Linked DNA regions of Mus musculus: regions 2, 3, 4, 5, 6 and 7 are each linked to region 1. A link is a contact called in public Hi-C, HiCAR-type, Micro-C and promoter capture Hi-C data. All regions are on one chromosome and are shown on one strand. The core of a region is the stretch at or near the end of the contact, and the rest is flanking DNA. Distances in the headings are between cores, read along the strand shown.

Region 1 (3,626 bases), core at 510-3,009:
GTGCCACCATGCCCAGCTTGTTCTCATCTTTTAACAAAAACAAGAAAATCAGCAAACAAATAAACTAATTTTCAATGATAAGGATAAAAGGAGATTTGCATACTACTAAGATGGAGGTACTTGTGTATGAGTGCATGTCTCTGTGTTTATGCATGTGTGCACCGTATCCTCAGAGGCCAGAAGAGTGATTAGGATCCCACGATGCTGTAGTTATAGTTGTGCATCACCCCATGTGACTGCTGTGTTTGGTAACTCAGATCCTCTGGAAGACCAACAGTTCTTAACTCTAAGGCACGTCTCCAGCCCATAAACCAAACATTTTAACACAGTAGAATTCAAAGGTATACTGATTTAGTACACGCTGAAGAATAATGGTAGAAAAACATTAACTTCTTTGTTTTCCATAATTAAACCATTATATTTACGAGAGGAAAAAAAATCCAGAAAAATAGAAGATGTATGCTCAGGATCACCTAGTGAGATGCTTGGAAGGCACTACCCTGTGCTGTCTTCTCTGGATTTGAAGCATCTGATTCAAGGAAACTTTTCTCTTTCTGTTCTGTGAACTGAGGGGGCAACGGGAAAAGCAGCTGGGGCAGCTGAGAGCGGTGATGCATACGCAGCTGTGCAGTCTGGCGGCCACGCTGAGACAATGGCAAGGCCGGGCAGCTGGACAGCCGAGGAAGCAGCAGCTGAATAGTTCAAAAGCAGCCGGGACTGGAAGAAAGGCAGCACAGAAAAGGGACAGCTGGAGAGAACAGAGAGCAAGACCAGAAACTACAGTCCTGACAACTGGAACGTTTCAGAGTTGTTAAATCTTTGGGGCCAAGGTCTCAGACCCTGGGCCAAGAGCTGTAGCATTCATTGTTGCTGCAAATCCCAAAAACTAGGTCAACCTGGAAGCTGCTAGCTAGCCATAGCCAAGAGCTGGGGGAAATCCCTATTTCCTAAACCCATGCAAGAGCTGTTACAACTTTGCAGGGTCAGGTGGATCTCTGTTAGTTCCAGTGATACACAGTGAGACTCTGTAATTAAAATAAAAAAACAATAATAAAAAAGGAGAAACAGAAGATTTGGGCACTAAAGGATCACCTACTGCTGCCTCACTCGTTGCGCAAGCTGTCAAATACCAGCTCTTGATGTGGGTGAATCAGGACACCGGCCAGCAGATGGAGGACACATGTCTGTCTGTAAAAATAAGCCTGTCGGTTTAAAATGAGATATAAGCAGTAAACGAGGTTCCAGTCAGTGACGTTACACTTCACTTGTTTTCCCGTCCTCAGGTCCCATGTGAACCACCTTTAGTCGGCTACATCCTCCCCATCCGCCCCAAGCCCTTACAAGGATTCTCCACCGATTCGCACCACCCTTCCATCTTTCTCTGACAAAAGTCAGCATCCTCAGTAGACTGTCTCTGTGGTGAAGTGCCAGGGAATCCCAATACTTAGGTCAGCCTGGAAGATGGTAGACATCCAGACCCAAGAGCTGGGGAAATCTTTGTTTCCTACCCCCAAAGCAAGAACTGTTACGACTTGTAGGGATAAGTAAGTCTCTGTTGAGTTCAGTCAGAGACAGAGTGAGATTCTGTCTCAATAAAAAACTAGGAACAGGACTGCACTGCAGATGCTAATCTCCACTGCGATGCCGGGCAGGACCAACCCGGGAAATCTTCGTTGATTTGCTACACTGCCTGTACCGGCCCCAGCGGCCCCCGATCTCTAGCCACGCCCACACCACGCCCCCGAGCCTGCGCCTGGATGACGTCGGTTTTCCGCGCCGGGAAGAAGCCGGTGTGCGGACTTGTCTCGGTGCCGTTCATCCTTTGCGTGGCCCGCCACTATGAAGGAGACGCCGCTTTCCAACTGTGAGCGCCGCTTCCTGCTCCGCGCAATTGAGGAGAAGAAGGTGCGAGGCCTGCGGTGTGAACACCGTGGCTTTGGGTGTAGACTCGGGTTGTCCGTGGATACATTGTCAGTTCGGCCTGTTGTGTGGTCGTGGTGTGGACTCGGGGGCTGCCCAGTGTGGACTCTCCCCATTCCCCAAGCCTCAGGGCAGTATTTGACCCTGACCAGTTCCTTTGAACCTTAAGCCAGCAGTATTCAGTGGCAGGGACGTTGGGAACCAGGACCACACAGACACAGTTGCCACTCATAAATATGTTAAAGCAGTAAATGGTGTTTGCTTACAGCGCCTGGACGGCAGACAGACCTATGATTACAGGAACATCAGGATCTCATTCGGAACGGATTATGGATGCTGTATTGTGGAACTGGGAAAAACAAGGTAACAGGATTCAAGTTAGATAATGCAACAGGAGGTGTGAAAATCACAACATACTGACTCGGTTGTTTACTGAGCAGCTCCGAATTCCAAACGTGCTATTCTTATTCTTATTCTTATTATTATCATTATTCTGATGAGAAATATGTTTCTTTAATGCCAGCCTTTTTTAGTTTTGTGCGCAGTTTAACTTTCAACCATTAGTGCTTTCTGTTATATGAGTATCATAGTTCCGTATGACCATTATAAATCATGTAGACAGCTAACATTGATCACACAGGTTATCTGCATGTCTCATTTTCTAGTGTGAGGAGTGTATCGATCATGTCATCAGTAAGCCTCAGTTTCCCTTTTATTCTCAAATGATGTAAGAAATAAGAGATTTCCTTTCTGTCATCCTTTTGTGTATACCAATATTTTTTATTTCTGCGTGAAATCTACTTACCCTTAAAAAAAAAAACCTTTATTATTGTGTATGTGCATTATTGTGTGTGTGTAGGCAGGTTGCTGGGTCCAGTTTACCACATTCTATATGTAATTTCTGCCTCTTATGTCACATTGTGTTGTTTAGGTTTTTGTTGTTGTTGTTGTTATTTTAGATTTCGTCACCCTTTTTTTTTTTTTTTTAATTGAAAAGAAAGTACGTTTAGTTGACTGCTTTGCACCTTTATTTTTGCAGAGTCCTTGGACAGGTTTCCTGTGAACTTGTTTCTCCGAAACTCAATAGGGCAACGGAAGGTATCCTCTTTTTTAACCTTGAGCTTTCTCAGATGGCTGCTCCAGCTTTTGAGCCTGGCAGGTATCTCACTCTTTGTTAAGTTACTTTAGCCATGGAAGAACTTACCCTCAGTGAGATATTGTTTTCCTGCTCACAGTCGAAGTTTATCACATTAGTTCGTTCTTCTTTCCATAGGCAGTCAGATCTCTTGGTGAAGCTGAATCGACTCTTAGAAAGGTGTCTACGAAATTCAAAGTGTATAGACACTGAATCTCTCTGTGTTGTCGCTGGTGAAAAGGTGAGAAATATGTTCAAAATATCTTAACAATGAATACTGTTGATTCAGACACAATTAAAACAGACGTAGGAACCTGGAGACCTTGCAGAGGTTTGGGTTCGGTTGCCAGCACTCACATGGCGGTTCACAACCTCTGTAACTGTAGTTCCAGAAGCTTTAACACAGTTTTGGGGACACCAGGCATGAGTGTGGTACATGCATACATGCAAGCAAATGTGCATACATGGAAAATAAATGTGTTTTTTAAAAAACATAAGTTTCAAATGTTAGAATGCTTCCATTCAGTTACATATTCTTAGTCTTTCAAATGAATCCCATAGATAAGTTAAC
Region 2 (3,626 bases), core at 390-2,889, 870 kb after region 1:
GAGATACATTCCTAGTTGTTAGATTCTTAAAACAATGTCTAATACTTGATAATGACAGTGAAATGTTTTATTAAAGGGGTCTCATTCAGCGTGTCTTTGATCACACTTATCCAGTATTCAGAGCTGGCTAGCATTAGAAGTCTTTTTAGTGGTCATTTGATTAATGAATACCTGGAAAAGTTCGTAACACAATCTTGAACTCGAACCTTGGACTTGTTTCAAGATCCAATACACTTCTGGAGTGGTGCTTAGATTATCATCTCCCACTGGGAAAAACTATCTAAGTATGGCAAATGCCTGTGCCCATCCATATACGTGCACATATCAGAGGATGAACTGATTCGATTCTCCTACTGGTGAAAGTGTTGAAGTCTAAGCACTTATAAGCAGGAGAGATGATGTTAAATAGCCTTGTTTGAAGATTAAACAGCATTAGAGTCGCTAACTTGCCGTGTTTGTTGCTCACAGAATAAAGATCATTTGTGGTTTCCTGGTTATGTGAAAGGATCTTTTCCATTCCATGCTAAATTTCCATGCTATGCCTTCAGTTTGAAAAACAGGCTGTTCTAACAAATCAGACACTTATCCCAAAGTGAGGGGGACTCCTTCACACAAGCATCCTTTCAGATAACTGGGTTCACCGTTCAAAGCCAGTGATGTACCAGTGATGTGTTCCTACTGAAAACTGCAAAGCTCTGTGGGTAGATGCAAGCACTGGCACCCATCCCGGTTAGGAAACCGTTTTGCTTGGCAAAGCATGTGGCAGAATCCAAGTAGCAGCAAAACTAAGGTTGCAAGGTAGCACACAGTGAGGCTGTCAGTGTTTACTAAGAGTTAAAGGCGTGGCCGACACCGTGCTAGGCGCTGCGAATCCCGTGTCAGTCTCAGGGGCAAGCATTCAGGGTTCGGGCCGGGACGTGGCTGAGGGCACTTCCAGGTCACAGCGAGAGGACCGCTGGGTGTCCTTTCAGCTTTCACCTCAGAGCCCACACGCTCCGCCCTGGTTTCCGGGGCCCGAGACCCGCACTTGCCCTGCAAGAGCCTCCGGAAGGCGGCGGCATCCAGCCCGTGCAACGTATGGTGCCGCGACAAGTGCACCGAGACGCCCCCAAATCTGTCCAGCTCGCCTTGTAGCTCGGCCCCGCAGGAGCCCGGGGTCTCCAGGCCGCCCGAGGCTGTGCGCCGCCCCGGCCGGAGCCTGGCTCCGCCCGCGTAAAGCAATGTGGAGAACCAGTAGCGGGTCCTCCTCACCCACCACATGGCTGCACCTAGCCTTTCCGTTCTCCCCTTCCCGCCCCGCCCACATCGCCTGACGTAGCATCTCTTCCCTGTCGCACGCCCCGCCCCTTCCAGCCCTGCCCGGTCTACCACGCCAGACGTAGCCTGGTCTCATCCTGGGCGCACGCCCCGCCCCTTCCCGCCCCGCCCACATCGCCTGACGTAGCCTTGTCTCCTCCAGGGAGCACGCCCCGCCCCTTCCCGCCCCACTCTCGTGACCCCGTGCAACCTCACCTCTTTCCGGCGATCGCCCCGCCCCATCTCGCGGCGAACACTCTCAGGCCTCTTCCGGAGCTCGCTCCGCCCCTTTTCGCTGGGAGGAGGGCCGACCGTAAACTCTCGAAACGTGTCTCCACCCGCTAAGCTTGAGCTGGACTTGCCATTTGGTAGAGCTTAGTGGAGCTGACTGTCCTCGACGGGTCTGGAACAGAGAGGAGAAACTTTCGGATTTTGTTGTTGTTACTTTAAGCCCAACCACATTCGCTTCGGGACTAGGCAAAGCAGCGGAACAGCCGAAGTCCACTTTTCAAGGGTTCATAACGTCAACGGCGGTGCCTACGCCTAGCCCTTCTTTCTTTCCGAAACGGTGTCTTGCGAGACCCTCGCTCTCCGCCTCCGCCTCGTGGGTGGCGCTTCTACGCGGAGCATTACGGCGTGCGCGCCGCGCCGCTGACCTCTGACCCGGAAGTTTGATCCCCGTGCCGCGCACGTTGAGCCGGCTCGGGGCTGCTTTTCTCCGACAGCCTGCGGTCATGTCTTCCAAGAAGAACCGAAAGCGGCAGAAGGAGGGCGCGGAGGGCGCCTCGCCCTCGCTCTCTGCGGCTCCGTCCCGCTCAGGGACCTCGACTCCTTTCGCCCAGCCGAGCCCGGCGGCGCCGGGGATGCTGGTGGTGACCAACTTCCTTGAGAAAGGTGAGGAAAGCGCGGGCAGCCGCGGGGCTGAGGCGCCTGAGGGGAGCGCGGCGTGTGGAGGTGGGCGTGACGCGGGAGCCCGCGGACCGCCAGGCGGCCCGGCCCGAGGCGCCCGCCCGGCCCTCTTTGCAAAAAGTTGAGGATTGCCTTTTTACTTTTTCCTCTTTCATACGTACTTCGGGAGCACTGGCGATGGCGTACGCCACGGGACCTTGACTAGCAACCCTCGAGGTGGCCTTGGCTCCTTGGAGACTCACTGTCCAGTCAGCCCGGCAAAAACGGTTCTTACCTAGTGAGCCTAGCCTGCGCTCAAACGCTAACTTGTGACGATGAACGCGTACTGCCTAACAGCGCTCTGGCTGTAGGGACAACGGCAGCGTTTAGTTACTGCTGTTGACTAGTCGCACCCTGGTGTTAGTCCTAAGTTATCCCGTCACGTGTGCCGCTCCTCTGGTTTTTCACAGAAACTGTGGTCAAAATGAGTACGGAAAGGTCAGGTCCCCATCTCACAGATCAGAAAAGGCTAACGGAGTCGCATATCAGGTACCCAGGCACCAGTGGCTGGCAGAGTCCGTGTTGGAGTACAGGTCTCTTTGATTCCGGAGCTGTTTGTCTGAGATGAGTTTTGTTGGCTTGGTGAATGGACAGACTTCACGTCTGAAAAATGAGCTACTTGGTAAACCTTTTAGCTTGTATGATGTGTAGTGGTTCTGAAAAGTGGAGCAGACTGACGAGGGACATAGTTTTTTTTGTGTGTCCAGAAAGATTGTCAAGACTGTCTTAGCATTAGCACAGTGTTTAATCTGCCTTAGCAATCAGGATACAGCTTGTTCTGTTCTGCAGATTCAACAGCTTTTCAAGTAGTTCCTTCCCACTGTCATTTACACATGTCAATTCTCTACTGCCTTACACCACTGGAAAGGTTTCACAGTGTCTTCCCGCCACCCCCCTCTCTCTGTACCTTTTAATTGTCTACTCACTAAATGGAGTGTTCTCTGCATGCTTGTCAGTCACATACCACAATTTCCATGCCATGGTCTCTTGGGCACTGCTTTGTAATGGTCACAGATAGTCTCCGTGTTGTCAAATCCAGTGGCTGGTTTTCATTACTCGCCTTTTGACTCTGTAGCCTTTGCCAGTGTTAATCTTTTCTTCCTCAAAACATCTTCCTACTTATTTTATTTACCGTTACACTTTCCTAGTTTTTCTCCATGTGCATTGGCAGTTATTTTCTCTATTCCATCTGATTCTGAAATACTGAAGTTTCTCAAGTTTAAGTCTGATACCCTCTTTCTTCTCTAAATATTCTTTAAGGCAAGAATATCCAAAACTAAGTTTCCCATTTATATTCTCATCAATTTTGATTTTATTTTTGTACAGCATACTATTTTTGAGTCTTAAGTTGTGCTTTATGTCATGATTTCTCAAACATTTTA
Region 3 (3,626 bases), core at 598-3,097, 800 kb before region 1:
CTATAGTATAAAAATGCTCGGCCATGCTATGGTTCTGGTAGAAAATGTTTGGAGCAAAACACTGCCCTGTTGCTATTTTTGTTCCTGACAGTTTGGACTTTCATATGGTCTTCACATATTTGAGCTGCTTTTTGCCACATTGCCTCATAACACCTCGAATCAACTCCTTCCTAATTCCCCACCCCCTGTCCACTTCCACCTTTAGAAATTTGGAAGCCAGTTCAATGATATGTAATGCATCCTCTAGGTTGCTGTTTTACAGGTTTTCTTGACAAATTTTGGTGGCATATAAATAAAACATTTCCAGGCCTACTTTGTAACCAAGTCACTGAGAAACGAGATGTGAGAAGTAAGTTTGTTTAGGAATATAGCTTAAGAACACAGGTTCTACTGTCCGATTATCCATAATCCAAATCACAGTTTTGCCGAATTATTTAACTTGAGCTTCTCCATCTGCACAATCGGGATAATACGTACTTCAGAGACCCAATTAGAGTATCGGGTAGAGCTTGACGCAGTGGGTTCTGGGACACTGCCTTAGAACGGAAGTAACATTTTGTTTTCTCTAAAAGCATTCCAGTAACTTTATGCTGGTGTCACAGAGTAAGGGTCGGGCATAAGAGCAAAACGAAGGTTCCTTTTTCTTTTTAAATATCTGTCCTAAATTTGGGTAATTTATAATATTAAAAAAAAATTATTGCAGGTCCCCCCCCCCCCCCCCCGAGACAGGGTTTCACTGTATAGCCCTGGCTGTCCTGGAACTCACTTTGTAGACCAGGCCGGTCTCGAACTCAGAAATCTGCCTGCCTGTGTCTCCCGAGTGCAGGGATTAAAAAGGGATTAAAGGGCTCCATTGCAGATTTTATAGGCCATAGATAACTGAAAGACTCTAATTGCAATGCTGGATTAACTAAGACATGACTACTGAAACCAAAAGACAGATTTGTCTAATCACCGTAGCTTAGATTTAGGTTTTTGCAGAATGTTACTTTTCAAATTACAAATGTCTGATGGTGACGTGTTTTAATTCAGGAAAAAGAGAGTACGACGAAGACGAACAGGTGGCTGCTTTTAGACAGTATAAACTTGTTCCAGTTGCTTGTATGGGCCTTCTTAAAAGTTATCCACACCCTTGTTAGAGAGGTCACGCTACTTTGGAGGTAGTTTTCATTGCATGCTTAGCAATTAGCTTTCCGAGGAAAGTCTCTCCCCTTAGCCTTTCCAGCTTAATTCATCAGGATAGGAACTCAGCAATAGCTCCAGAAATTGAGGTGCAGGCTGGACTCTCACAGAGAAATCTCAAACTTTCCCCAATATTAGTCCACTTTGGTTACTCGCTGAGTTATGTGTGAAGCAATTAAATGCCTTTGACAATTAAAAAAATTTTTTTTACCAAGTCTATAAGAATTTTGTACAATTTAGTTTGATCATAATCATCTCCCTCTCCAAATGTAAGTCTTTGATAATTTAATGGTCTGGGCACAGACCTTTTGGTCACATACATTTGCTGGTGTGGATCCGAATGTTGGGGTGGATGGGGGGGGGGGTTGGTGGGGGAGGGGGAAGATCTGTGACAGGGCAGAGCCAACTCCTCTTCGAGGAGTTGCTACAGCCTAGCCGGCCAAGATACAAAAACTCGAAAAAGGCCCACAGAGCCGGCGAGCCTGACAGCGCTCACGTTTTCGCGACAAACCGCCCCGGAAAGGGGCGGGCAAACCCGCGCGGAAACACGGAAGGGTGGGCCTCCGAGAGGTAAAGAAGCGGGCGGGTCCAGAGCAGGTGAGGGAGGGGCACAGGGCTTGGGGGCGGGACCATGGAGGGCGAGGGCGGGGCGGCGCCGTGGGGGCGGGCCCATGGCGGGCGAGGGCGGGGCGGCGCCGTGGGGGCGGCGGTGCTTCGGGTGACAACGGTCAGAGATGAAGGTGGCGGCGGCTCAGCGGGGAGTAGTGCTGCGCCGGGCGCGGTTGGCAGCCAGGCCGCGCCTGTAGGACCTCCGGGCCGGGGTGGCGGGATGGGGACCCGACTCGGGTAGAAAAGCGGGGACAGCAGAGAGCAGAACTTAAGCCCGAGGGGCTCGCCTGCTCCGGTCACACTCGGAGTCCTCTTCCACCTGCTGCCGCTCGGTCCCGCGTCCGGCGGGCCACGACGGCGTCGGCGACGGCGGGGGCATGTGGCGCTGGGTCCGGCAGCAGCTGGTAAGTGAGGGCTGGGTGGCGCGGCGGGGCGGCGAGGGCTAGGCCGCGGCGGGGGCGCGCGGCTCTCTCTCGGCCCGGGCTCCGCACAGCGCGGGGATGCACTGCAGCTTGCGGCCGCTGAGGGTCGCGAGCCGCGCGGGCCCCGAGGTGGCGGAGGTAGCGGCGCGGGGCGCGGGTCAGGCGGCTCCCCCGGACTCCGAACTAGGCTCGTGCGGGCTCCGGAGGAGGTCTGGGTCCTCCTCGGCCTCCCGGCGGAAGCTCGCCCTGGGCCTAGGAGGAAGGCGCGCCGGAAAGGTCTTCACCGCAGACCGGTGCAACTTCTCTGTGCATCTCTTGTGTGTCACCCACCCCTCAAGGCGGTTAGAACGCACGGGTTAGGAGCCAGTGGTTTAACTTTTGAACATTACTGTATTACCTGGAAAAAGAAAAAGAAAACCCTAGAGTGACTTAAGTGTCTAAAAAGCGTCACCTTTCTCAGAAATCATTCACAGACGAAAATCTCTCATGTCCCTTGGCACTTGCAGCCCAGAAAATAACAACGCCAAGGCGACAATGACAGTTAAGGCAGACATCACTTCAGTTCTAGGAATGCTAATCTATATGCTGTTTAATTTTGAAATTGTACCAATTGCAGTATTTTTTTTCTACGAGGTTTCAAGGCAGTGATAAATCTTAGAGAAACAGAAATGTCCTGTTTTGAGACCAAAATCTTCATTCTTTTTTCTTGTGGTAGAACAGTTTTTCAGGTGAAAACTAAAAAGTATGTATTTCAGTCAGTCTCCTGTTTATTTTACAGTAAGCATCATTCTTAAATAAAGAAATCTTATAAATAAAACTAGAACCGCCTGCCACTCCCTCATACAAATGGTAGGTCTTTATTTTTAGCTAACTGTTGCAAATTGAAGTATTCCAGCTTTATTGGGAATCCAAGCTAATGATGTCATTTAATCCACACTTGCTTTCTTGTGGCAAGCCAGTACAGTAAGGAAGTTAATTATTACAAATCTGATCTGCTTTTGACTTCTCAGGCGTCAAGTAAACAAAAGATTTAACACCTTTTTATCTGATGTTTTGGGTGAGAAAATAGTTTTTAAGGCTGTTTTTTCAAGCCTTTCCCAGTATGTTAAGACAGTCTCTCAGTGTGAGGTACTTTTTTGTTAGCTTGAATAAAATCTTTCTATGTGATCATTCCTATCTTCCAGATAGAAATCTGGTAATGTTGTGAGAAATGGCTTTATGTTTACGGCTGAAAGGGATAAACCAGAAGCTGTGTGGTCATTTTTAAGTCAGCTGTCTCATGGCCCTGACTAACAAGTTGAACAAGTTGCTTTCCATTTTAAAAAAAAAAAATACTATCTCTGATATTTAGTTGTCTGTCACTGGTTTTACTTTTAAGATAATCAAGTCTTTAAGAACTTGTGCCAGGGCTGG
Region 4 (3,626 bases), core at 784-3,283, 760 kb after region 1:
TTGTTTTCCCCCTTGTTAATACTTTAGGTTATTAACATCTTTTCCCCCATCTTTTGAAACAGGGCCTCCCTAGGGCACCCAGACTGCCCTGGAACTCTCAGTCCTGCCCGAGATTCCTAACCACAATTATTAATTTGATAGAAAATGTGGGCATTTTTTTTCTCTTAGATTTTCCCCCTCTTAAAACTAGAGCTTTTGAAGGGAGAAGCAGCTAAGTAAACTAGCATAAAACTGTGTGGTATATCAGAGTGCAGTTAGCTTATGAGAACAGTATTATTTTAAGAAATGTGCACTTCTCATACATGTATCACAGTACTTGCTTGATGTAGTGAGAATTTTATTTTCTTTGAAAAACACAGAAATGTTGTGGGAATACGTTTTCATTCTAATCCCAGGTGTGGGATATGGGGCTGCTTCAGACTGTCCACAGCAGCTGACTATGATTTGCCTCGTGCTCTAGCAGGGGTGTGATTTTGTCAGCTGCAGATAGTTTCTTCGAATGTGTGACTTTTGGAATTCTGGCAACTTTTCAGAAGGTATACACATGCTGAGGCCTCAAGAGGTGGGGTTGTTGTTGGTGGTGGTTGGTTGGTTGGGTTTGTTAAGTAGTCCTGTGCAAAGAAGTTAGATATCCTGGCAGCAAAGATCAAACTTGTCCCAAAGAACTCTACACCCCTAATCAGTAGGAAGTAGTTTAATGATAACGCCATTCCTTTCCCCTCTACTCTTTTTCTCTCTCTCCTATCTAGCATTAGAGGGTTTAAAGAGTAGGAAAGAGTGGAAGAGAAAAGAACCCACAAAGCAGCAAACAGCACAGGGGCATGCATACTAGAACACAATCATCCTGCACCACAAAAACACAAAAGTAAAAAACCCTGGTTATGGTGAACGTCTGCTCCACAGATACGCATGAGAATGTTTGACCAATTATGCGGATACACCCAACATGTGGAAGATGAAGGATCTGTCTGCTGTTTGCTTCTTTATGTCACCAAAGTAGGTCACAGAATCACTGTAGATTCTCCTCTCTGCAAGTGGAGTGGGGAAGCCCTGGAGGTGGCTGAGGATCTAAGTGGCCTATTGGCTGTGGTCACTTCGGATTCTTGGTTCTAGAGCTGCAGATTCTGATGAGTGGTCTTCTAGAGCCTAGGGCAGCCACCTGAGTCACCATTTTTTTTTTCAGCAAGAAGTCAGTGACCCTTTAAGTGGCCTGAGTTGATGAGCCTGAGTGGTCTTCTAGAGCCTAGGGCAGTCACCCGAGTCACCATTTTTTTCAGCAATAAGTCAGTGACCCTTTAGCTTTGAGTGGCCTGAGTGGTCTTCTAGAGCCTAGGGAAGTCACCTGAGTCATCATTTTTTTTTTTTTTTTTCAGCAAGAAGTCAGTGACCCTTTAGCTTTGAGTGGCCTGAGTTGATGAGCCCCTGGCCATCAGGATTGAGTCAGTGGGCCCCTTCCTCTCCGTGAAAGAATTGCTGGTCCCCTGATCATCAGTGGTTAGCTAGGTACCCCACTTCCAGTCAGCAGATGAGTTGGTGGCTCCCTGACCCTCAGTGGTTCCTGTTCCTTCAGCGGCTGAGTTGATGGCCCGCAGGATGTTGGTGGCCCGAGGTTGATGGCCTCTGCTATGCTCGCTTCCCTGTCTTGAAGTCTGTCTGCAGTGGTCTCCGTGCCCCAGGGTCGTATCTCTTTATCGCTGGGCCAACCCTCATAGACTGCAGGCGTTGGTGGATAAATGGAAAGGGAGACCCATCTCTGTTCTCCCTGGCTTAGCTACTAAAGATCCTGACACGGAAGGCAGTAAGCTGGGAAGAACACCAGGGTCCCACAGCACTCACCATATCCCCTCCCTGCGCCCCTGCCCGCGCCCGCGCAACAGCCGCTCTCCCCTCCGCGGCCCGCGTTTGCTCCCGACAGGCGGTTGCTATAGCAGCGCTCAGCGCGCAAGCCCGCCCACCAGCTTCCGTGATTGACGACCATTGCGCCCAATGGAAAGACAAGAGAGCTCTGACCGCGCTCAAGCAGGCGGGACTGGCTGGGTTCCGGCGCTGTGCAGATCCGCGCGTGGTGAGGAGGGTCGTGGACCCTAGGGGCAGGAAGCCAGGGAGGGTGGGGGCGAGTGCTCCGTCACGCGTGTCCCCAGACTCTTTACACACCGGGCCAACAGCCCTGCGGCCTTCCGGCCCAGAGCCGCCCGAGGGCGCGCGGCGGCATGGAGCCCGAGAGGTGGGTGGGTGGGGGCGTCCTTGCGGGGCGGGACGCCAGCCTGGGACCGAGGACGGCGTGGGCCTTCTCCTGGGCTGAAAACAGTGCAAAGCAATCTTTTCCTAGTGTGCTGAGTAAAACGTGGCGCATTCCCAAAGCCGCTGCCTCACGTCGCAGACACTCAGGTTGTAATCCTTAAATCTCCTTAGGTTCCTGGGGTAAGTTTGTCCTTATGGTAGAAGCCAGTTTTCCTGCCTTAAGTTTTCCCAATGGGAACTCAAAGGATGTAAAGTCATAATATTTTGTGAGTGAAGTAAAGTATTAAATCATTTACCTATAATCTATTGGTTTTTTTTCAAGGCACGTATCGCATCCGAAAAGTTACACTTGGACAGTTTTCAGAGTCATAATTAATACTAATTTTAAATAGATTTCTGAAACCCAGAAACGAATATTAGTCAGACAGATAGGCAGGCATTCCCGCGCTCATACACACAAACACACACACCGGGGTGGGGGGGGGGAGGAGAGGGGGGTGGAAGCTGCCTTTTAGACATTCCTGAATATCATTTGATCTGATGACTATCAAAAGGCTGCTAAACCTAAATAAATCTTACATCACCATGATTTAGGAATTTGGATGTTCTAGTGTTAGAGGTTATGGTTTATGATAGGTTAAAGATAGCTTAGGCAGTAGGTTCCTTGAAGAAGAACATTCCAGAAAGAGGGACACTTAGAAATACTGAGACAGGGAGCATGCTTTGCATAGTCTAAAAGCACAGAGAAGGCCTGAGCACAGCAGATGAGTCAGAAAGGAAGAAGTGTGGGTTTTCGTGCTGTGTGGGGACAAGGCCTTTATGTGAGTGAGTTAGGGAGACTTTGTAAGATTCTCAGTACAGAAGTGAAAGGATGTGACTCACTTTTATAGGAACTCCCTGTGCTAAACAGGAGTAAAGACTATTTTCTGAGAGGCTGCTAAGCAGTGGAGTGTTGTGGTTAGATTATAGTGTTAGGAGTAGACTGGAGAGGACACCAGACTTAGTTCTGAGGAGATGAAAATCCTAGTTATACCTATCAAAAAAACGCAGAGCTTTTAAACGTAACCCCTGAAAAGCAAATGAGATGTGATCTTATGAAAAGACAATTTCTGAAGTCAGTATGCCATTTACATAATCTGACTTTGCTCTCCCGTGGCAGATAGAAAGCTAAGGAAACAGTCTGACGAGCAACAGAACTGACCTGTTTGTGGAAGGCATTAGTGCCAGTCACAGCAGAACAAAAATCAGGTTGTGTTAGTGCCGTGCCAAGAACAGTTACCAGAGGTGCCTGGTCACTTTGGAAATTGCCCATCTTCCCATCCCTGTTACTGCCATTGCTGTTTCACATCCAACCTCTTAGAAAATAAGACATTTTGAGTTGTATT
Region 5 (3,626 bases), core at 324-2,823, 650 kb after region 1:
TAAGAGAGGGAGGAGGGGGGCAAGCAGCCCCTTCTATAGTAGGTCAGGCCTAACTGGCTGTTGCCAGGTAACTGTGGGGATGGAGTTTAGATACAATGCTAACTAACCTGCCATTAAACTATATATGGATCTCCTTATTCCCAAGTTTTTGGTGGCAAAACTCAATCTATCTGCCTAATGGCTTCATTCTACTGATATCAGGCTCCCTTGGGAACTCACAGTAGAGCTGGGCTGAAGGGACCCAGGACACAGCCCCAGAGCAAGAGCCATATGAGCAGGGAGGAAAAATACAAATTATACTCAACACTCAGAGGCAGAGCTAAATCCTGCTTTTCTTTACTTTGTTCTGGGTGCACACCCTATCCCCAGAGCCGGTGATATAGTAAAGGATCCAGACCCAGACACGGCCCGGTGGCTGTCAATCACACCAGCTACACTCAAAATCCACTTCCTCACAGAATGCTAGGGGGGGGCGATGATTGAGCTCTGTACTCAGTGTTGTCCTTTCCTCAGGCTGAGATGTACTCTTATGGATGGTCCTGCACATAAGCGTAGGACTAACCTCAGTGCCTGCTGAAGCACGCTCCCTCCCTTCTGCAAACTGTGCAGACCTGGCCTTCCCTGACTCCTCTGCTATTCTAAGCACTTCCTTTCCTTTCAGTTTTAGTGAATCTTTGATGGCGGATTAGATACTAGGGAAACCCTGCTCTACTAGGGCATCCAAGCAACCCTGCTGTGTCTTTCAAATATTTCCTGTTGCTTTTCTGGGGATTCCTCCCTGGTGAGGTCCTTGGTCAGTCTATCCAGGCTTCTTTCGGTAGAACAAAGGCCAGATCCTTAGTTGCTCCTGGCGCCTTCTTATCTAAAAATAGCCTTGCAAACCTGATTTTATCCATTTTCTATAAATTCCCAGGGAGCCCCCGTAGTGCTCCTTAAGGTCTAAGTAATAGTGACAGTTTGCTTTTATGGCTGAGCTGTGGTCATAACGTATTCTCTTTGCCAGCACAATTGGAACAATAAGACATTTACAACCAGTGCGAAAGTCTAGCCCCTGTCATAAGCCAGCCACTTAGAGATCATAATGTCACCTCCATATCCTATAGCTAAAGTCCTCAGGAAACACCCAGCTGTGCCAACTTAGGGGGTCTAACTCCCACTAACTGGGGGACTTGGTCAAATGATATATATGTATACAGAGAATGGATTTTACATTCAGAGGCCTCCTTACTCTGCATATCCTTACAATAGTGCCTGAAACAGATAATTCTAAAAAATACCTCATAATCATAATTGCTTTATGTCTTGTATCCAAAAGAGGCAAATCAAATCAATCAATCTTAATCAAATGCAAGCCTATTTCAGAACGCATGTCGCAGGACCCTGTTAGGTAAGCTGTGGGACTGACGACTTCTTCATGGAAACTCTGGCTTGAATATAGAATTATCTGTAAGGAGGGAGGAAGGAGGACAGAAAAGATCAAGCTCCTGACAGAATAATTTCCCTAAGGACGCACCAAGTCAGATGATTGGTTTCTTCCCCTGCACTGCCCCCTTGTGGTAAAATGTCGTTAGTGTTTTGGTAGAAAGAGGAAGTAAAGGAGACAGCGATGAAGGGAAGTCGGGCTCCAAAGAGGAGCTGCCAGCCTTCAAGGAGCTTGTGGGGAACCCTGCCCTGCCAGAGCTTCCTGTTCTTTGCTTTGTGGCCCTGTGAGAGGCGGCAGCTGCTGCTGCCCCACCCTGACCCTTTCTCTCCTCATCAGATCTGAGCAGCGTAACCAAAGATACATGGCACAGACCTCAGGAGCCCGCAGGAAAGGAGCGCCTTCCTGGAACGGTTTACCTTGCCCAGTCGTCCTGGACGCTCCCAAAGGAGGTTCTGTCGTTGTTAGCGATGTACATCAGTCTCCAGTGAGGCACATAACGCTTCAGTGAACATCTCGTCCAAAGGGACATTTGAAAGAACAAAAGAAGACCAGAAATATTTCTGAAGGAGTAGAAGCTGGGAGGGGACTTTGGGACACTTCTTTCAAGTTTCCTCCTCTGCTAAGAGAAATCTACAAACACAGGGGATTGTGTTATTCGCGTCACTGAGAGCAAGAGGAGAACGTCTGATTTGGGCATAGTATTCCAAGCACAGTTTATCGAAGTAACTGGACTCATAAATACAAAGTTGGAAAGCATCTCATGTGTACTGGGTTCTCCCTGGGAGCAAGTGCCTGTCACTGTCAGGGGAGACCTCTCCTGGAGGGCACAAATACTGCAACGTGTCAGTGATCCAGTTTCAGGAGTGAAAAATAATGTTTTGTGCAAATGCATTAATATTCTTCAAAATCTAGAAAGACATCAGAACTAGGAAGGTAACTATTGAGTGCAAACTAGCTTTTGGATGCCGTATTACTTCTTAATAAAATTTTACTAAAACTACAACCCTGAAAATAAATCAGATACTACAAATATATCCTTGTTTGAAGGCGGTGATAGATACCTGGTACGGACCAGATTGTGTCAGTGAGCAGGATCGACCCTTCCCCAGACACATTTTCAGTCAACACTTTCCTGTTCTGAGATGAGGTCCAAGGAGCGCTGGGTGCTCAGATACACTGGGGCTTTGCTCTGTAAGCAGCCTGTGGTTTCTGGGGTCCCCAGCAGAACCCCAGGGCTCTCTACCCCACATTTTGCTCTGGAAACCCAAGAGTCCTGTTGTGATTTATGAAGTGACAGAGTTAGGAAGAAAGGCAGCTCTTGGACCCGTAGCCCAACCAAACACACAAGCTGTGGTCGTCGCCCCAGACAACTGCTCTTCAGCAGGCTTGAGATTTCTCCACAGAGAGCAGAGTCCTTTCATGTGGGCAAAGAACGACTTTATCAGACAGAATGCCTCGATGCTTATGAAATGCTTCCTGAGAGGGAGGAAGTCAGGCTATAATTGGGGCAGAATTTACAACAGCGAAATCACATTTGGGCAAGTTCTCTCTTATTGCAAGGGGCCTCCGAGCCACTAGAGATGCTTCATAGATTGCCACTGTCACCTGCTGGCTGGCCTCCAACTGCCATGAGGCCCAGGGAGGGGAAGGCAGGTAGGCCCCTGAATCAAGGCTTGGGTGGTACCCAGAACACTCTGGATCACATGACCGACTTGGTTCTTAGAGGACAAGGTTTGGAAACTTTGATGTATAGGTCTAAAGCCTCAGTAGGAGGGAAGTTGGGTGGTGTCTGTCTCACCTGGTGCAGTGGCAGTGAGGCTGTAACAACTGCCCAGTCACTAGCCTGAAGCAGATGTTGTATTTAGTGCTAAGGTCACCTGTAGTTTATATGTAGCTCTTCTTGTTCACATGAAACATAGAAATCTACTTGACAGCCCCAAACGTCACTGCCACTATTGTGTTTCCTAAGGAATACAGCTGGAAGCTCATCTGTTCTTGAGCCAAGTCTTTCCCAGAACACATGGGTGGGTCTGACTGCAGAGAAATGGAGAAGATGGCAGAAATATGAAGATCAGAAAGACTGTCCAAAGGACAGAATAACAGACAGTAAAGGGCCGAGATGGATTTCATGAACAAAAGCAAAACTCAAAGTGCACATCATCTTGCGGTTGGGAAGTCCATCTCCTTCTGCTCCTTGTGGGAA
Region 6 (3,626 bases), core at 572-3,071, 620 kb before region 1:
AGCTTGTGGGGTTTTTTTCCCTCCCCCTTATAAAAATAAGTGAGATAATCTATTATTATGTCTTTCCTAAAACGGACAATAATTTGTGTTGTAGAAATTAGTTGTGGTACACATACCAAAAACAAAACTCCTAACAGTCTTACCAAACCATTTTATAACGTCTAGGAAAACAACTATAAATTTATAATGAAATATTTTTACTATAAGATTCTTATGGACCCATATTGACTTTCTAAACTAACAAGATCATACCTAGACTGTACATGTGACAGAAAATGAGTAAAGGCATAGAAAGTGCCTTAAGTTAAGGACATCTTAACAACCAGGAACCACAACCAGTACGATTGCATGACGTATGGCTAAGCTCCAAAATGAGCTGATTTAATATTAACCAAAGGAACAGAAGGCTACAAGTCCTAACCCTAGCTCTCACTGAAACGGCATGAATCCTATATTCCTAATGAGCACTGGCAGGCACTGGGTTCGAGGGCAGGTGTCTGATGTGGACTGTGGGAAACTGCATACATACTCGTGATGAATGTCCATCAGAGACGCGCACTCTATTATTTTAGCCTGCTGAAAGCACCCCAGTAAGAGAGTGGAAACTCTTGGGGGTTCAGGAGTAATATCCAAGGCCTGTTCAAATAATTAAAGGAGAACCTGCAAACTCTCTCTTGGGTCTCTGAACTTTTACTGTACTCTCAATCCAAACACTAACCGGAACTTCCTTACAAATATAAAGTTTTACGAACGTAAGCACAGAAGAGAAATCTTGACTCTGTTGGGACCTAAACACATAATCAACACATGACACCAAGGCTGGGGCCATATAAGTGTCACTGAGCGAAAATCAACCCCCCACGACTCAAGACTGGGCATACACCCTCCCCAAAGAAGCCTTTCAGCTCTCCGGAGCGAAGGACCTCATCACTTTTACTCTTCTCCCAGCAGCCAGCCGGGAACTTCAACAAGGTGTGACTGTATACTTCCAAACTGAAAAGCAGTGACCAGCAGCGCCAGGTACTTAATGACAAAGGACTCAGCTCACCACAGCGTCTTCCAGCTTCCGTGACTTTTTCTCACCCAAACAAAAACCAGGAGAGGAGCAACTTGACAAACTGTTTCTTAAGAATCACAAATGGTCCCTAACTGCTATAATAAAGCAATTACTCCTCCCACCCCAAGCACATAGAGCAGGCGCTCGGAAGGCAGCAGGTCTCGGGTCCCCCGGCTGCACTTCCGTCCGCAGCCCGGAGCCTCCCAGTCCCCTCGCAGGGACCGAGCCTCAGCCGAGCCGCCCCAACTCCCGGGCGCCTGGCGCCTGGCGCCAGCGCGGACCAGCAAGGCCGACGCCGGCTCGCCAGGGCCGCCAGCACCGAGGGGCCCGGCCGGGACCAGGCAGCGCCAGGCCCGCTGCCCAGGCGCCGCCTGGCCGCACAATGGGGCGCGGGCCGTCCCCCAACGCCTCCGCGCCCGGCCCCGCTCCGGCGACTAGGCCCCGCCGCGCTCCGCTGCCGGGCCCTCGCGTAGCGGCGGCGCCGGGGAGGGACGGGCCGAGCTGGGCGCCGGCTGAGCAGCGGTAGCGGAGCGCGGCGGGGCCGGGGGCCCGGGCCGGGCGGCACGGCGCCGCGGTTCCTCACCATGTTGGTGTCCTCCGGACCTCTCCCCTCCTCCTCCGGCTCCGCAGCGAATGGACGGCGGCGGCGGCGGCGGCGCCTCTCACGGGCTCGCCGGGCTCCCGCTCATGCGCAGTGCGGCGGCCCGCGGAGCGGCCGGGCCGCGGGAGGCGGAGGGCGCGGGCCCCGGGGTGGGCGGCCTGGCCTGCCGGCATCCGTGGCACGAGCGGCCGGGCGACCCGGCAGCCCGGGCTGCGGACACACGCTGAGACCCGCGCGGCGGGCGGCCGCGGGCACAGTGAGGACGAAGCGCCGGGGCCCTGCCTGCGCCCCCACTCAGGGCGCCCTCGTCACGGCCGCGTCCTGTCCTCCGTGCGCTCCTAATAGCTCCACGTCAGAGTTCCCAGGTAAGTTTTTGGAAGAATCCGGGAGACTATTGCGCCTAGAGCCACTGTCATGCCTGGTGGACGGGCCAAGCTTGACCTAGCCTGCCTGCTGAGCTGTGGGCCAGAAGACAAGTGTGTGCTGCAAGGAGAAGGAAATACAGTACTCCCTGCAGAGAGAGGAAATAAAACAAAGGTACGGCACATAGAAAAAGCTGTCCAAGATTGCCCAGGTTTATATATGTCATCCGCATCTTCATCACCAAACGTGGGTCTCCCTTTACCACCGGCAAATACCACCAGATCACCCCTAGAAGCTAACAATCTTAAAGTTTCTGTTAAAACAACTGTTGTCACTCCTCCTCGGAGCTTCCTGCTACTGCTTAGAACTAGCCACGTGGTGGGGGCTCCCAGAGCCCTGCAGAGGCAGATCTTTGGCACTGCAGACCTGTTGTCACCCATTCATTCTTTACACCATCAATGCGAGTGTGTGTGTGTACGCGCGCGCGCGTGTGCGTGTGTGTGCGCTGATGTGGCATCTTCTCGCCAGGCCCTAAGAAAATACCAAGTAGCAAGGGTGAAACTAGATCACACTTGTGGTTATTCTCTAGGAACTCAGCCTAGCAACTTAAAATATTAACGAAGAGGACTCAGTCTCTTGCTACACTTCATTAGACTATTGCAACAATAGCTTGTAGGTTTTCTTAAAGCTCTTTTTTTCCTAAGTGCCAACTCCAAGGGGTGATTCTTAGTTCCACTTGACCTCTTTCTCTCCTGAATTTGAACACGTCCTCCTAGAATTCCCATAATTTTTCATGACTTGATTTATTTATAGTCTCCCCTTCACTTACCATTCTTCTTTGCTAGCTAACTCTGGCTTTTCAGTGGTGGGCTTTCCAGAACCATCCCTGAATCTCTTCATATATTCCTTTTTCCTAGACCCTGCCCATATCCCAGTGAGTCCAAAATCTTATCTAAAGCTCGGCAGCGGCATGCCCTAAGCACAAATTCTGCTCATCCCACAGACCCCCCCAAAGCTCTACAAAGCCAAAATCTTATCCCTAAACCTGCATTCCCCTGCTTTTTCATCACATAAGCTAAATATCAGAACTGCCCATCTCCCTTAGTCTAAGCTCGCCGAGTTCATCATCTGAGTAAACCCGAATTCTTCCCCTGCCCTTTAATAGGGTTCATCTCTCATTGGGACCCTCCTTTCTCCATCCCCTTTTGAGATGGAGTTTCTTTATGTTGCCCAGGCTAACAGCCAACAGTGCGGCCTGGGATTGCAGGCAAGTATGTCTCCCACCCCATCTTCTCTGTACTTTTCCTTCTACACCAGAGGTGTCTGTCTGCAATGCAGACTGGAGGCTCTTCCTCAAAGTCTCCGAGAACTTTCCTAACGTGAGCCTGTCTGGAGTCATAGGCAGGTCTCTCCCTCATCTTTCCACTCCCTTTGTCATGACCCCCACTCAATGCAGCTCCTGTTTCGGTACCAAGCTTCCTGGTTTGGTCTTATTTTGTCCCTGACACACTAGGTCACAAGAGTGAGGATCCGCCATGTGTTGTACTAAGCCTCTAACACTCAAGCAAACTTCAGGTTGCAGCTACACCTATTTTGTAGGGAGCA
Region 7 (3,626 bases), core at 517-3,016, 550 kb before region 1:
ACCGGAGGCTTAGCATCCTGGGAGGCACACTTTCTCAGATGCTGTCACTCTGGAGCCAACTGGGAAAACATCCATCTTTGGCGGGAGAGCTCTGCTTGATGGCTTCTTCAGAGACTGGTGCTCTTACAAATCTTTCCAATTCAGCCCACCCCACATTCTTGCTCTTCAAGGAGGAAAACTTAACTTTCCTGGTCTTTTAAAGGAATTTTTCAGCTTGGAGCATTGTTTTCCCCTCTGACCTCTCCAGGTAAGTTAGGGTTTAAGGCTTTTCCAGTCCTGCCTAAGAAATCACAGCTTTGTCATGTATCCAACCTGGGACCACTGATAGCCTAAAATGTTTTTTTTTTTTTTTTTCCTCTCAGCTAGTGAAGACTGAGTCAGGCAGTCAGACACACTCCTTAAGTGCAATCCTTTATCTTGACAATGTTCTGATTTCTCTATCCCATTTTTCAAAGCTCTTTTTGCTACATCTCAAAACATTTAAACATGACGAGTAAATTGCCTGCCAGGAGATAATTCACCAATTAAGACAGCCGCTATTCTCATGGGTAGAGTCTGACTAATCAAATTCTTTTCTCTGAGGTATTAGAGGAATCATGGCTGGTAAAAAGAAAGAAAAAAGAAAAGGTAAAATTCTCATGCTGGTAAGAGTTTTAATTTTAAAAACTATTAGCAGGATGACAGCTATAACTAAGCCTTGAGAGGAGAATGACTCTGTGGTATTCTTGGGAACCTAAGGAAATTCACAGGAAGAAAAACAGCACTAATACAACTTTCACCATCTTTCTTATTTAAAATATAGGGTGAAGACCTACATTTTAGTATTCACCGAAAATCCAGGGCATCGACCACTGTTTGTTGAATGGACCATGATGTGTTTAAATTTTTATCCACGTGTTGATTTGGACATACGAGGGGGTTAGTATCGTCTTTATATTACCTCTGCTAGATACAAGTATCATCACCTCCAAGCAGAAGAAACTGAAGCACGGATATTAGGTAACTCGACCAAGGTCACAGGTAAGCTGGGAACCCAACCTTCTGCAGGCAGTTCTTGCCCTTGGGCCAGTACGTTTTTCAGAATGCGAGGAGGTGATGATTATGGTGAAGTAATCTATCTACATGACTTGGGGTTTTCACTGTTGTCAAAGCGTGGAGCTTCGTTTCCAAAAGGATCCGGGGTAGTCATCTGCCAGCTTTGTTCAAACTTGTGAACAAGAGCGTTCGACAAAACTCACCCCTCATTAATTTGACTCTTCCCAGCAATGGGAAAGGTCTCTAGAAATCCTTCTCTGAACTGCACTCAAAATGAGGGAGCTAAGCTGAAAGCGACTTTGGGAAAGGGGTCCTGGTGCAAGCCTCTAGCTACGTATGCCATCTTCGGTTGCAGCACCGTGCGGGGTGCCCAGATCAGAAACCAGCCAAGGTGGCAGAGTCTGTAGGAAGAGCCAAAGACTGAAGTGGGACAGCGCCTACCAAAACTACACACAGGCACTTAAAGGGCTGCTCTCACGTGACCCAGCGCCTCGCATCCGGGCCGCGCACGGACCGGCAGTACCCCTGAGTCACCTCGGCTGCAGCAGCAGGATCGGGACCCGTCGCAACTGGTTCCTGTCCACCGCAGCCAACAACGCCGCCGCCGCCATCTCCGCGCTGTTCTGCTGGATTCCAAAAGCTGCTTGGCTTATTCTTGAAAGCGTCCCTCCCTGCGCAAGCTTCTTGTCCCCGATCCGCCACCGTAGCTCCGAAGAGCAAGTAGGCGTCTCCGCAAGAGCCAATCACAAAACTGGGTGTTTCAAGGTACCGATTGGCTGATTGGACCATGTGCCTGGGGGGTGGGGAGTGAACTGTGAGGGGCTGGGCTCCATCTGGAGGGGCGGGGCCAGGTTTTTTTTTTTTTCTTTTTTTTTTTTTTTAGCACAGAGCATGAGAGGAAAATGCACAGCCCCTCAAACCACCACTCAAGCAAAATGCAAGCTTTCTCACTAAACATCAGGAAAAAGGGGCAGTGGAAACTGCGTGGCAGGAAACAAAGACACAGTAAAAGCTATGTGTAGGTATTTGATACAGCTGAGGCAGAGCTCATATGGGGGAGAAAAACACAGTAAGTGAAACAGCCAATCGAAGGGTTATAAGTGCAAAAACTAAATGGGACGTAGTGGCGCATATTTGCAATCCCAGAAGCTGAAGCAGAAGGATTGTAGTAAGTGACAGGATTGACTAGACAGTGAGTCCCAGGCCAGCCTGAGCAATACGTTGAGGCTGTCCCTCAAAAACCAAAATAAATAAGATATGAAAAACAAACATAAATGCAGAAGGAAAACAAATGTAAAGAGGAATAAATTAGTGAAATCAGAAAACTAACACCAAAGGACAAATAAATCCAGGAACTAAGAAAATAATTAGAAATAAGGGGACACAAGTGGAAGCAGGAACATCAGGAGTTCAAGCCCATCCTAACCTGCAGACCAAGTTCGAGACCAGTCTGGGCTAGTAGTCCTGCACCTGTCTTTAAAATCTAAGATGTTTTCTTGAAAGATTCGAACTTTTAGAAAGTCTGGATACAAATTGGCTTGCTTGTGTATTTTCGAGAAGGTTCCTACTTATCTGGCCCATTGGCCAGCAAAAGAGAACCCATCCCTCTGGAGTTCACCAGAAATGAATTCCTTCCTTCAGGAAGGATATCTTATATTGAGTAAGTTTAGACTTTTATCGGTAGAGTCATCACATAGTTTCAAAACGTCCCTGGGAGTACTTGCCACTGGCTTTGTTTGTGTGGCTGGATATCTTTTTTTCCTACAGAGTTATAAGAACTCTAGTTATAGAGGTTAATATTTCCTCAGGTTTTCATTTAGTTGTTTACTTTTACGCTGTTTCAGGTGTGAAGAGTTCCATATTAAAAAAAAAAAAAAAAAAAAAAAACCACACACTGTTTTCTGGGCGTGGGGAGAAATTGTTTTCATCTTGTACTTAAAATGAATGTAAGATATATATTTAAAACAGCAAAAAAGTGAACATGGCCTCCAAATAAGCAAGAAATAAAGAGGAAAAAAATCTCACATGACTTTTTTTTTTTTTCTTTTTGAGACACGGTCTCTCTATGTAGCCCTGACTGTCCTGGAACTCACTATGTAGACCAGGCTGACTTCTAACTCACAGAGTTTGAGAGCCTGCCTCTGCCTCCCAAGGGCTAGGACTGAATGTGTGCACCACCACACTGGTCTTGATTATATATATATATGTGTGTGTGTGTGTGTGTGTGTGTGTGTGTGTGTGTGTATATATGTGTGTGTGTGTATATATATATATATATATGTGTGTGTGTGTGTATATATATATATATATATATATATATATATATATATATATATGTCCCTGGCTGTCCTGGAACTCACTTTTAAAAGTAGGGAAATCAAATATAGAGAAAACAATAAATTAACAAGAAGCTGATTTTGTACAACTTTGACAAACCAGAAATGAAATGGATTTTACAAGAAAATACTGTTTACTAAAATAGATGCTGGAAAAGAGACAAGATCTAAATAATCCTTCCCCCTGTTTTGAATCCCTCTTTACCTCCACCCCAACTGATGAAAAAGCTCACCTTCTCTAGCTAAAAGAATTTC

Evidence for each region. Promoter capture Hi-C pulls out the DNA fragments that hold promoters and counts their contacts. Hi-C and Micro-C count contacts between places; a contact is called where the count stands out from the background. HiCAR-type assays count read pairs that join an accessible place to other places. Capture Hi-C pulls out chosen DNA fragments and counts their contacts.
Region 2: a Micro-C map of embryonic stem cells shows a contact between it and region 1, with 5 times the contacts expected there. The contact joins the promoter of Spata5 here to the promoter of Exosc9 in region 1. A contact is called at or near these places in 7 of 39 promoter capture datasets (the C10 cell line, HPC-7-derived erythroid cells, embryonic stem cells and 4 more), 12 of 484 Hi-C or Micro-C datasets (the Ba/F3 cell line, CD4 T cells, CD8 T cells and 5 more), 13 of 115 datasets of contacts at active chromatin or transcription factors (the 230-238 cell line, astrocytes, effector CD8 T cells and 8 more) and 3 of 9 other capture datasets (adipose tissue, embryonic stem cells and liver).
Region 3: a Hi-C map of B cells shows a contact between it and region 1, with 11 read pairs. The contact joins the promoter of Atp11b here to the promoter of Exosc9 in region 1. A contact is called at or near these places in 4 of 39 promoter capture datasets (cranial neural crest, liver and pre-B cells), 4 of 484 Hi-C or Micro-C datasets (B cells, CD4 T cells, myocytes and 1 more), 3 of 115 datasets of contacts at active chromatin or transcription factors (effector CD8 T cells, large pre-B cells and pro-B cells) and 1 of 9 other capture datasets (liver).
Region 4: a promoter capture Hi-C map of pancreatic islet shows a contact between it and region 1. The contact joins the promoter of Bbs12 here to the promoter of Exosc9 in region 1. A contact is called at or near these places in 2 of 39 promoter capture datasets (the C10 cell line and pre-B cells), 2 of 484 Hi-C or Micro-C datasets (CD4 T cells and rod photoreceptor) and 2 of 9 other capture datasets (liver and pancreatic islet).
Region 5: a HiCAR-type map of astrocytes shows a contact between it and region 1, with 3 times the contacts expected there. The contact joins the enhancer-like site here to the promoter of Exosc9 in region 1. A contact is called at or near these places in 6 of 39 promoter capture datasets (3T3-L1-derived adipocytes, the C10 cell line, cranial neural crest and 3 more), 1 of 15 datasets of contacts at CTCF or cohesin (large pre-B cells), 4 of 484 Hi-C or Micro-C datasets (the HPC-7 cell line, cerebral cortex, nephron progenitors and 1 more) and 8 of 115 datasets of contacts at active chromatin or transcription factors (T-cell acute lymphoblastic leukemia, astrocytes, embryonic hindbrain and 5 more).
Region 6: a promoter capture Hi-C map of erythroid cells shows a contact between it and region 1, with 6 times the contacts expected there. The contact joins the promoter of Dcun1d1 here to the promoter of Exosc9 in region 1. A contact is called at or near these places in 4 of 39 promoter capture datasets (the C10 cell line, erythroid cells, frontonasal cranial neural crest and 1 more), 2 of 115 datasets of contacts at active chromatin or transcription factors (bone marrow-derived macrophages and effector CD8 T cells) and 2 of 9 other capture datasets (adipose tissue and macrophages).
Region 7: a contact with region 1 is called in a promoter capture Hi-C map of pre-B cells, with 4 times the contacts expected there. The contact joins the promoter of Mccc1 here to the promoter of Exosc9 in region 1. A contact is called at or near these places in 5 of 39 promoter capture datasets (3T3-L1-derived adipocytes, cranial neural crest, hippocampal neurons and 2 more), 8 of 484 Hi-C or Micro-C datasets (B cells, CD8 T cells, Th1 cells and 4 more), 4 of 115 datasets of contacts at active chromatin or transcription factors (bone marrow-derived macrophages, effector CD8 T cells, forebrain and 1 more) and 3 of 9 other capture datasets (adipose tissue, liver and pancreatic islet).

Annotation. Positions count from the first base shown.
Region 1 is chr3:36,550,847-36,554,472 of GRCm38.p6, forward strand. Exosc9 (exosome component 9) reads left to right here and starts at 1,760. Exons shown (of 12, transcript NM_019393.2): 1 at 1,760-1,905; 2 at 2,189-2,283; 3 at 2,960-3,079; 4 at 3,194-3,296. The coding sequence starts at 1,840.
Region 2 is chr3:37,418,311-37,421,936 of GRCm38.p6, forward strand. Spata5 (spermatogenesis associated 5) reads left to right here and starts at 1,640. Exons shown (of 16, transcript NM_001163511.2): 1 at 1,640-2,190. The coding sequence starts at 2,031. It overlaps Nudt6 (nudix (nucleoside diphosphate linked moiety X)-type motif 6), which reads right to left and starts at 1,286. Exons shown (of 5, transcript NM_001291044.1): 1 at 1,032-1,286. The coding sequence starts at 1,260.
Region 3 is chr3:35,752,216-35,755,841 of GRCm38.p6, forward strand. It overlaps Atp11b (ATPase, class VI, type 11B), which reads left to right and starts at 1,848. Exons shown (of 30, transcript NM_029570.4): 1 at 1,848-2,195. The coding sequence starts at 2,169.
Region 4 is chr3:37,310,521-37,314,146 of GRCm38.p6, forward strand. Bbs12 (Bardet-Biedl syndrome 12 (human)) reads left to right here and starts at 2,034. Exons shown (of 2, transcript NM_001008502.2): 1 at 2,034-2,065. Cetn4 (centrin 4) reads right to left here and starts at 1,926. Exons shown (of 5, transcript NM_145825.2): 1 at 1,837-1,926. The coding sequence starts at 1,839.
Region 5 is chr3:37,202,563-37,206,188 of GRCm38.p6, forward strand. No RefSeq gene overlaps it. Among named protein-coding and RNA genes, the nearest start is that of Gm36168, 20 kb to the right of the region's middle. Within about 2 kb of position 1,574, at least 204 of the 459 cell types and tissues checked have an H3K27ac peak or open chromatin away from gene starts, as enhancers often do. A contact at or near this core is called in the HPC-7 cell line, astrocytes, cerebral cortex and 3 more, where this site is marked.
Region 6 is chr3:35,931,145-35,934,770 of GRCm38.p6, forward strand. It overlaps Dcun1d1 (DCN1, defective in cullin neddylation 1, domain containing 1 (S. cerevisiae)), which reads right to left and starts at 1,822. Exons shown (of 7, transcript NM_001205361.1): 1 at 1,641-1,822. The coding sequence starts at 1,643. It overlaps Gm15952 (a long non-coding RNA gene), which reads left to right and starts at 1,934. Exons shown (of 4, transcript XR_880768.3): 1 at 1,934-2,023.
Region 7 is chr3:35,998,912-36,002,537 of GRCm38.p6, forward strand. Mccc1 (methylcrotonoyl-Coenzyme A carboxylase 1 (alpha)) reads right to left here and starts at 1,767. Exons shown (of 19, transcript NM_023644.4): 1 at 1,570-1,767. The coding sequence starts at 1,646. It overlaps Mccc1os (methylcrotonoyl-Coenzyme A carboxylase 1 (alpha), opposite strand), which reads left to right and starts at 1,002. Exons shown (of 3, transcript NR_029456.1): 1 at 1,002-1,800.